Regions from separate parts of the Mus musculus genome. Here all the other regions are linked to region 3. A link is a contact called in public HiChIP or PLAC-seq and promoter capture Hi-C data. All regions are on one chromosome and are shown on one strand. Each heading gives the region's core, a stretch centred on a gene start, on an enhancer-like site or on the middle of the called end of the contact. The rest is flanking DNA. Distances are from core to core; before and after follow the strand shown. Region 1 holds the start of Rbm24 (RNA binding motif protein 24). Region 2 has its middle 93 kb from the start of Stmnd1. Region 3 holds the start of Gmpr (guanosine monophosphate reductase).

The links. Promoter capture Hi-C pulls out the DNA fragments that hold promoters and counts their contacts. HiChIP or PLAC-seq counts read pairs in DNA pulled down with a chosen protein or histone mark.
Region 1: a promoter capture Hi-C map of second pharyngeal arch cranial neural crest shows a contact between it and region 3. The contact joins the promoter of Rbm24 here to the promoter of Gmpr in region 3. A contact is called at or near these places in 3 of 39 promoter capture datasets (cranial neural crest, liver and second pharyngeal arch cranial neural crest), 1 of 484 Hi-C or Micro-C datasets (embryonic stem cells) and 1 of 115 datasets of contacts at active chromatin or transcription factors (forebrain).
Region 2: a contact with region 3 is called in an H3K4me3 HiChIP or PLAC-seq map of bone marrow-derived macrophages, with 4 times the contacts expected there. The contact joins the enhancer-like site here to the promoter of Gmpr in region 3. A contact is called at or near these places in 3 of 39 promoter capture datasets (the 3T3-L1 cell line, hippocampal neurons and liver), 2 of 115 datasets of contacts at active chromatin or transcription factors (bone marrow-derived macrophages and embryonic basal ganglia) and 2 of 9 other capture datasets (adipose tissue and liver).

What each region holds. Positions count from the first base shown.
Region 1 is chr13:46,416,926-46,419,625 of GRCm38.p6, forward strand. Rbm24 (RNA binding motif protein 24) reads left to right here and starts at 1,375. Exons shown (of 4, transcript NM_001081425.1): 1 at 1,375-2,273. The coding sequence starts at 2,106.
Region 2 is chr13:46,179,508-46,182,240 of GRCm38.p6, forward strand. No RefSeq gene overlaps it. Among named protein-coding and RNA genes, the nearest start is that of Stmnd1, 93 kb to the right of the region's middle. Within about 2 kb of position 1,479, at least 78 of the 459 cell types and tissues checked have an H3K27ac peak or open chromatin away from gene starts, as enhancers often do. A contact at or near this core is called in adipose tissue, bone marrow-derived macrophages and hippocampal neurons, where this site is marked.
Region 3 is chr13:45,506,064-45,508,763 of GRCm38.p6, forward strand. It overlaps Gmpr (guanosine monophosphate reductase), which reads left to right and starts at 1,381. Exons shown (of 9, transcript NM_025508.5): 1 at 1,381-1,680. The coding sequence starts at 1,594.

The DNA of each region.
Region 1 (2,700 bases), core at 125-2,624, 910 kb after region 3:
CACACCACATTCTTCATTGGCTGGGGTTGACAGCTAAGGTGCCCTGGAAAGTAACTGGGGTATGTCTGTGGGGCTCTATCGGTTAATACACTGACCTGTTTAAAAGGAAATAAAAGATGTAGCTCAGGGGCAACTAGTGTTGGGACTACACTGGCCTCTCGGAGCAAAACCCGCTTGTGCAGTGAGGGCAGAGAGTGAAATGTTCTGCTTACATTAAATACTTTCATCGGGGGCCTGGGGATGTAGCTCAGTCGGCAGAGTGCTTGCCTGGCAGGAAGGAAGCCCTGTGCTCCTTCCCAAAGCTTCCCATAAACCCAGAGAAGGGGCACATGCCCGCAGTCCCAGCATTCAGGACTCTGAGACAGAAGAATCAGAAGTTCAAATTCAAAGTAATCTTTATGATACACCGGAAGTTCAAGGACAGCCTGGGATACACAATACCCTGTCTCAAAATAAGGGGGAGGGGTATTTTAATCTAAACCTTAAATATGATGGGCTGATTTCAAAGCGTCATTAATTTAAAGCCCTATTGAGCATAAGAACTGCCAACGAGCTGGCTTAAATTAATAAACATATACTACGTTTAGTGTATTCTATCTATGCTTCCAGAATTGCTGGTAGAAATCCATCGTTATGTAACAGCCCCCACCCTTTTAAAAGAAATCATACTTTTTACAATTATATCCGGATAAATAAATGAGGTCAATTCACTAACCGTTCTGCAATTCAAATAGAAGGAAATAGATTCTTTGCTTAGTGGGGAAAAAAAAAGGCGGAGGTGGGAGCGACTTGTGTTGAGACAGACATTGTACCCATCTTCCTGAATAACTAAGTTAGGCAGGAAGCACAAATTTGATGATCGTGGGAGGTACAGTACTAATTCATGGTCCTCTGCAGTAGTCAGCAGGGCCAGATGAATACAGACACCCTTTGCTAGCTGTGAGCCATTAAAGCCAAAGTTTTTCTCAAGCATTCCCAAATGCTAGGGGCTATTATTATTATTCACCCCACCACATAACATCCCTGGGGCTCTTCCTCTTGGTTACCCACAGCACCAGCTTTTGGGGGCTAAGAAAACTTGAGAGTTCTTCTCACGGTTCAGACGCTAGAGACAGATCTCCTTGGTCCCAGGTGTTTGGGAGGGGACTGGCCTCTGTACAAACCACCCCAGGCCCCGGGGGACTCTCAAGTCAACTGGTCGTGCCAGCGAGGCCTAGCAAGAAGCTAGCGTGGTCTGCTTCGGAGCGTCAATCAGCTCACTCTGGGTCCCTGCGGGAATCGCCAGGGGTCTTTGCGACTTTGACCAGTAGGAGCAGGCAACAACAGAGCCAGGCCGCCTCCAGCCGTTTCCAACTCTGCCCCAGCAACAGCGCCAGAGCCCCAGCCAGGCGACCCAGCGCCCGCGCGCGGGGAGAGAAGCAGCTGTTCCCAACAGCTGGGGGGCGGCGGCGCCGGGCGCCCCAGGTGCTGTCCCGGCCAATCGCAGGCGTCCGGCCCGCCCCCTCCCCAGCCGGGCGTCGACCCCCAGGGCCGCTGGGGAAAAAGGAATAGAGGGTTGGAGAGCGGTCCTCCGTCCGCACTGGTGTGGCAGCTACTAAGCAGAAGGGACGGTTCCCAGACCGAGCCGGGCCCAGCACCGCGCCCCCAGCTGCCACCTCCGCGCCCCCGGGACACGGTAGCCTCTGAGCCAACCCCCATCCCACTAAGCCACTCGATTTTTTGAGAAAGAACCATCTACCTCTTCTGGACTTGGAGACCACCACCCTCTCTGCATTTAAGAAAAAAAATATTTTTATTTTATTTTTACTTTCACGCGGCGTGAGTGCAAAAGGCTCCCACAGTCCGCGGCTACGGAGCTGGTTACCCGGACGATCCGGAAGGTCTGGACAGTGACCGGACGCGGGGACTGGAGCAGAGCGCCTGGGCGAGTGTCGGGGACAGTGGGCCACTTGGGAAGCCGCGCGCCCAGCGCCCACGCCGCCCCCTCGCCCCCGCGCGCGCCCTCGGCCCCCGGCGGCCGCCGCGCGCTGCGGGAGACGCGGAGCCCGAGGACCAGGCGCAGCCGCAGCCGCAGCCGGAGCCCGAGCCGCGGGGCGGGCGCGAAGATGCACACCACCCAGAAGGACACGACGTACACCAAGATCTTCGTGGGAGGGCTGCCCTACCACACCACCGACGCCAGCCTGCGCAAGTACTTTGAGGTCTTCGGAGACATCGAGGAAGCGGTGGTCATCACAGACCGGCAGACCGGCAAGTCCCGGGGCTACGGATTTGTAAGTTACGTGGAAGAAGGACTCAGGGTGGGTGGGGAGCAACTAAGAGAGGTCCTGGCCAAAGCGATCAGGCCAGCAGGGAGCAAGTGGCCCCAGGCCCTGGGGAGGCAGAGATTAGGATAAGGGGCACAGTGGGACCTCGCGGGACGCCCGTTCACTCGGAGCTAAGCTGAAACTTTAAGTGCGATGGGGCTTGGAGAAACGAAGGGCCGTGGCTGCCTCGTGGGGTACAGAGAGGACCTGAGGCCATGCTCTTTCGGTGGCCCCGAGAGCCTGGGAAGGAGAGATGGGAGATGTGGAGAGTTGGGAGGGAGGAAGCAGAGCCCCTCACTGTGGATTCCCAGGTTGGAGGCTGGTTGTTAAGTGAGCTGGTGCTTTGTTTAAAAAAGAAAAAAAAAAAAAAACAGTGTGTGTGTGTGTGTGTGTG
Region 2 (2,733 bases), core at 229-2,728, 670 kb after region 3:
CTTCCACTCTGCCCTTGAGCCAACCCCATATCTCCTTTACAATCTATCTTCTTTCTCTAGACTCAGTCATAACATCTCTCAAGTCTTCCAAGCGCATCTGTTGGTCTCTCTTTACACAGCACTTGGTACTTTTGTCTACAAGGTCCTGGATAGGTTACTTCAGCCCCATCTTCCTGCTAGGCATAAATGAGTTCTACAAGGGCAGGCAACGTGTCTCCAACAGTACAGAGTGTACATTTGTGCCCTGCACACAAATGGAAACCTGCGGGAAGGAACGAATCAATGTATTTCTCAGTTTGTCCTGTCTATTGTTCTTATTAAGAGCTATAAATATTAGGTGGGGCTACAGAACTGATGTATAAGAAAAGAAAGGTCCATAGGATAGCTGTTGTCTTTCTTCTTATCTTCACGCTTGCCTGACTACCCATACTCAAATCCATACCAGTGAGGGCAGGATAGAAACAGGGAAACAGCGGGGCTTCTGATGCCTTGGAGACTTCAAAGGATTCCAACAAGGTCTTTCTTAGAGTCTGGGCCAGGTGGGGGAAACATGGAGAGTTGGGGAGTACATTGGAGAGGATGAGGCAGCTCCTCAAAGTTCACCAGGAAAGCTGTGGCTTGGCAGAGGTAACAAGTGTGCAGAGGGAAGGTGGTGGGAAAAGATGAAGGCTCTGGCCAAGAGAAGGCCAGCCTTCCTGTTGGTTGAGACTCAGGCTACCAAGAACTGGCCACACAAATGTTCTAACCTGATCCATCCTTGCCTGGCTGTGTGTTTCCACAGAAGGGATAGAAGTCGGAAGCACTTCAAGGTTCTTGAATGAATAGGGGCTAAGAAGAAGTAAATTACCATTCTTATTACACGGAACTTGCTCTAGACAGAAACAGACAGTGCAATGCATAATTTCTTTAAAAAAAAAAAAAAGCTTGCTGTCACATTAGAAGCCAACTGGCTCTTAGGTCCTCTTAGGTAATTTGGCAGCTGTAGCACAGTGAATGTTGAGGAAGGTGAGTGTTTTTCCACTCTTCCAGAAGGTTGGAAGCAGAAACAGCAACACATTTTTTTTCATCAGTCTTTCCATCCTGTCCATCAAATTATGCTCTCAATTCAATGCTATACAAAAACATCCTGAGGACAGTGGAGACAGAGAACAGCATGAGCATCTGCAAGGCGAGCATCCTGAAAGGGCTGAAAGGAGGCGTGTGCAGGGTCCACGTGAATGCGTAGTCATCACAAAACGTAGCACATTAAAAAAGACTCAAAATAAACACCAGCCCATGAACTTCCTCCGTGCCTTCATTTTTACTGGCCCAAAGGGAATTTGTGTTTTAACTGCAAGATGTGCTGTCATAGCAGCTTTAGCAGAGCTGAGAGTGCCAGGAAAAGGAGGAGTTAGCTGGACGCCCTGTGCTCTGTGACAAACCAGGACATTCCGCAAGCAGTTAAAACTTATACAATAGCCACCGTCCATCAAACAGGCCAGCTATTCATGCCATCCGTTAGCACAAGGCAAGCAAGATCTGCTATTATTTGCCAGGGTTTCGGACCAAGGGCATAGCTAGAGGAAGTAGTGGCGTCTAGCCACAGACTTAGCCACAGCAAAAAGATTGGCTAATAATAGTTATGTTTATACCAGGGAGAATTGAAGCCACAGCAGAAGGGGGAAACTAGAGACATTACATTTTAGTGGAGCTAATTTTGGAAGAATGGAGCAAATGCCGGGGAAGTGAAGCAGGATAAAGCTATTGAGGAGAGAGCTGCGGAGGAAATAGAATGTGTTCAAAGGTAAATTGATGCATGGCCAGCAGCATACAAGCTACTCGGTCATAAATATCCCAGCAGAGGGAGAGAGAGCCGAGACAGATTATAAAGGGAAATCAATGGTTGGAGAAACAGAGGCATTGTAGAACACAAATTTGTGGGAGGATAGGAAAACCAGGACTGACAAGATGCTCTTTCGAGCATTGACGAATGAAAATAGAAATGCGGAAAGACAATTCCTTTGCTGAACAAATAGCTCTGTTTACACTTCCCTCCCGGTGGGGCCTGTCAGTCTGTAAATAGTCCTCACTGTGCTTCTGTGTCTGATGTCCACCTCAGTTCTCTGGATTTGCCTCAGGTTTTCTCCTGTGAGCTCTTGACGGAAGGTAGGATACTGCTTTAGCTTTAGAAGGTAAGATGGAGGGGAAGGGAGACCCACTTCAGAAAGTTACTGAAGATGTAGGTAGTGGCTACCTTGCCTGTTTTCATGCCCTCCTCGTGGGAACAAGAAACAGGAGTGGGGATTCCCAAGTTGTCAGTGACTTAAGTCCTTCTTACACACAACGGCGGGCGGGCCACGGATCTTATTAGTCGGCTTTCTGTTGTTCTAACAAAATACCTGAGATAATCAACTTTAAAAGAAGGAAAGGTTTGTTGGGGCTCTTGGTTTCCGAGTCTCCAGTTCAAGCTTACAGGGTGCATTATGGCAGAAGCGTGGAGAGAAGAGGTCTGTTTGCCTCCTGATGGCAGGAAGAAGGAAAGATGGAGGAGAAAGGGCCAGGATCCCATTATCCCCTCCAAGGGAACACGTGCAAAGTAACTAGGTTGTAGTAACCAGGGCAAATACCCTGGGTTGGGGCTTAAGGTTTCAACACAAACTTTAGGAGGACATTTGGGGTCATTGGACCCACACACTGATGGAAGGACAAGTGGGTCTGTTTGTCTGTCTTGCTGAGCCCTCAGTCACCCCTCTT
Region 3 (2,700 bases), core at 131-2,630:
TAGGGAAGCCAAAACTTTTAGCCTTTTGTAAGTAAGGGCACAGTAAAGAAAGCTCCAGGATGGTGAGTTTTCATTAGTTCTGGAGAAGGTTTTTGTCTTAGTCACCGTTCTGTGGCTGTGAAGGACCAACCAAAGCAGCTCTTATAAAAGAAAGTATTTCTTTGGAGCTCGATTACAGTTTTGGAGGCTTAGTCCATTACCATTATGCCAGACAGCATGCCAAGCAGATGGAATGACCCTGGGCCTCAAAGCCCACCCCCCACCCCCCAGTGACATACTTCCTCCAACAAGGCCACACCTCCTAATCCTTCTAATCTCTTCAAAAAGGTTCACTGTTCACAGGTTGATTACTAAGCATTCAAATATGGGAGCCCATAGGGGCCATTCCTGCTCAAACCACCACACTTTTTATTGTAGATAAGAAAGAAAGAACAGCCAGAGGCACCTGGAGGAGTCCAGAGCAGAGAGGAAAAGAAGACTGGTTGTGGATAGGCTTTTTGTGGGGAGGATAGAGAAAATAATGGGGGGGGAGAAGAATAGCAAAAATGATGAGAGACTCCTACCCTCTACAAGGAGGAGGTGGGAGAGCAGGTCAGCTGGAACAGCCTTGGAACTAGCATAGTGGAGGGTGAGTTGGGGAGGTGAGAACAAGAAGGCTCTCTATCACAGGGGCCTTGACATTTCTTACAAATGTGTGTTACCAGAGGAGCCTGGAGGTTGACTTTGGTCTGTGATATGTAATCATGGGTATATGCCAAAGAAGGTGGCCCTTTCTCACGTATTCCGAAAGAATCCTGCATGTGAGCTCTGATCTCCAGCAATCTTTTTGTCTACCTTGCCAGCATTCAGCAGGAGCTAAGCATTTGACTATCATTTTGGACCAAGTCAGTGAGCTCTCTGCTTCTCCCTCCTTAGAGGGGGTTTGGGAATTCACTTTGGAACACATATGAAGGCCATACTCTACAGCCAGGCTTAGTGGCTCATGTCTTTGGCAGAGGCAGGCAGATCTCTTGTGAGTTTGAGGCAGGCCTGGTCTACATAGTGAGTTCCAAGACAGCAAGAGCTACATAGTGAAACCCGGTCCTAAACAAAACGGAACAAAACAAAACGTACTCTCTGGTCTCCTAACCTTCTCCTTTGGTCACCCCTATGAGTACGATCAGGGTATACCCCGGGGAATGGGAGACTTTGTGCAAGTCTAATCCGCACCCATTTCGCAGCTCAGCCCAGGTCAGAGCTCTCTAGGGTGCTGCATGGCAGAATCCAGGCTCACTGCTAGACTCAAGCAGAAGGAGGGGGCGCTTAGGCAGAGAGAACTGGGCCCGGGGCGGGGCTCAGCTCAGAGACCCGGGATGTGGGCGGGACCTGGAAGCCGGGGGCGGGGCGCTCCCTTGGGGCGCCTGGCGTTGGGGAACGGAGCTGGGGGCTCCGGGTGCGCGGGCATAAGAACAAGGCGTGCGCACCGGGTTCGCGGAGCACCAGTCTGCGCACAGCCACCCGGGCGCCACTGTACGCACGCGCCCCGCAGCTCCCGGCTGACGCCGGCCTTCGCACCGCCTCCGCCGCAGGAAGCTACCGCGCACCGCTAGCACCATGCCCCGCATAGACGCGGACCTTAAACTCGACTTCAAGGATGTTCTGCTGCGACCTAAGCGGAGCAGCCTCAAGAGCCGATCCGAGGTGGGGCCGCTGGCATACCGCCTTCGGGTTGGCAAGGGGGAAGTGGGTGCAAAGGGAGGCACAGGGTGCCTTAATTGTGCCCGAGGCAGGGGCGTCACACCCTTTCCCCCACCTGAGAAAGGGGGAAGGCCAGTCGGTTTTCTCTTACACCTGGATTGTCTCTAGTTAGGGCCAGTGACAAGGGGGTGCTAGTTCGGGCCTGGAATTATAAATGCGTCTGCCTACCGGTGGTGGGCTTGGGGAAGTTCACACTGACACAGAGGAGCTAAGATCAACCAACCGAATGTCCAGTGACTTTAAAAGGAATGGTCTCAGGAGAGGCGCTCCGGGGAGGAGAGGAAACAGTGGGGCTAGGATGAAAGGAAGGGAAATACAACTGCAGATTCAAGCTTGGAATTTGGAACAGTGTTTCCTGGCGCTGGGACCTGCCTCTGCTGATTTAGCATCAGGTCCTGTGTCTGCGAACCGGGCGGAAAAGCCGGGCGCTCCCGGCAGGCACTTCTTTTCTTTTCTCTTTTCTTTTCTTTCTTTCTTTCTTTCTTTTTTTTTTTCTTGAGTTTAAATGGTCTTGCAGGAGCTGAGCTGGGGACCTGCTTTTTGGTGGCACTCTGCGGTACTGGACAGCTTGCAGTTCCAGCCCAGAGTAATGCAAGCGGACAGCGCTGGGGTGAGGGTCATTTGGGCCATTTGGAAGTTAGTTGTACCATGATAAGATGAGCGCCTGGGAACAGGTGGAGACGGGAGACGGCCGAGGTCAGACCTTGAAGGATAAATAGTTTTCTAGAAAGGCGGAGCTCGCTGGTGGAGTTGTTCCTGAACCGTGGCTTGGCTCTGTTGGGGGGAGTTCAGGAGGAAGAGCCTGAAAGGACAGGGGCGGGGGTTGGGGGAAGCTAAGCCTGCCTGCCCGCCCCATCCCTTTTGCTCAACAAACAAGACCATAAATAAATCCCCTCAGCAAACAACTCGCTCCGGTGCCCAGGCCCGACTGCAGTGCCTGCAGCTGCCAGCTGAGGGTTGGTA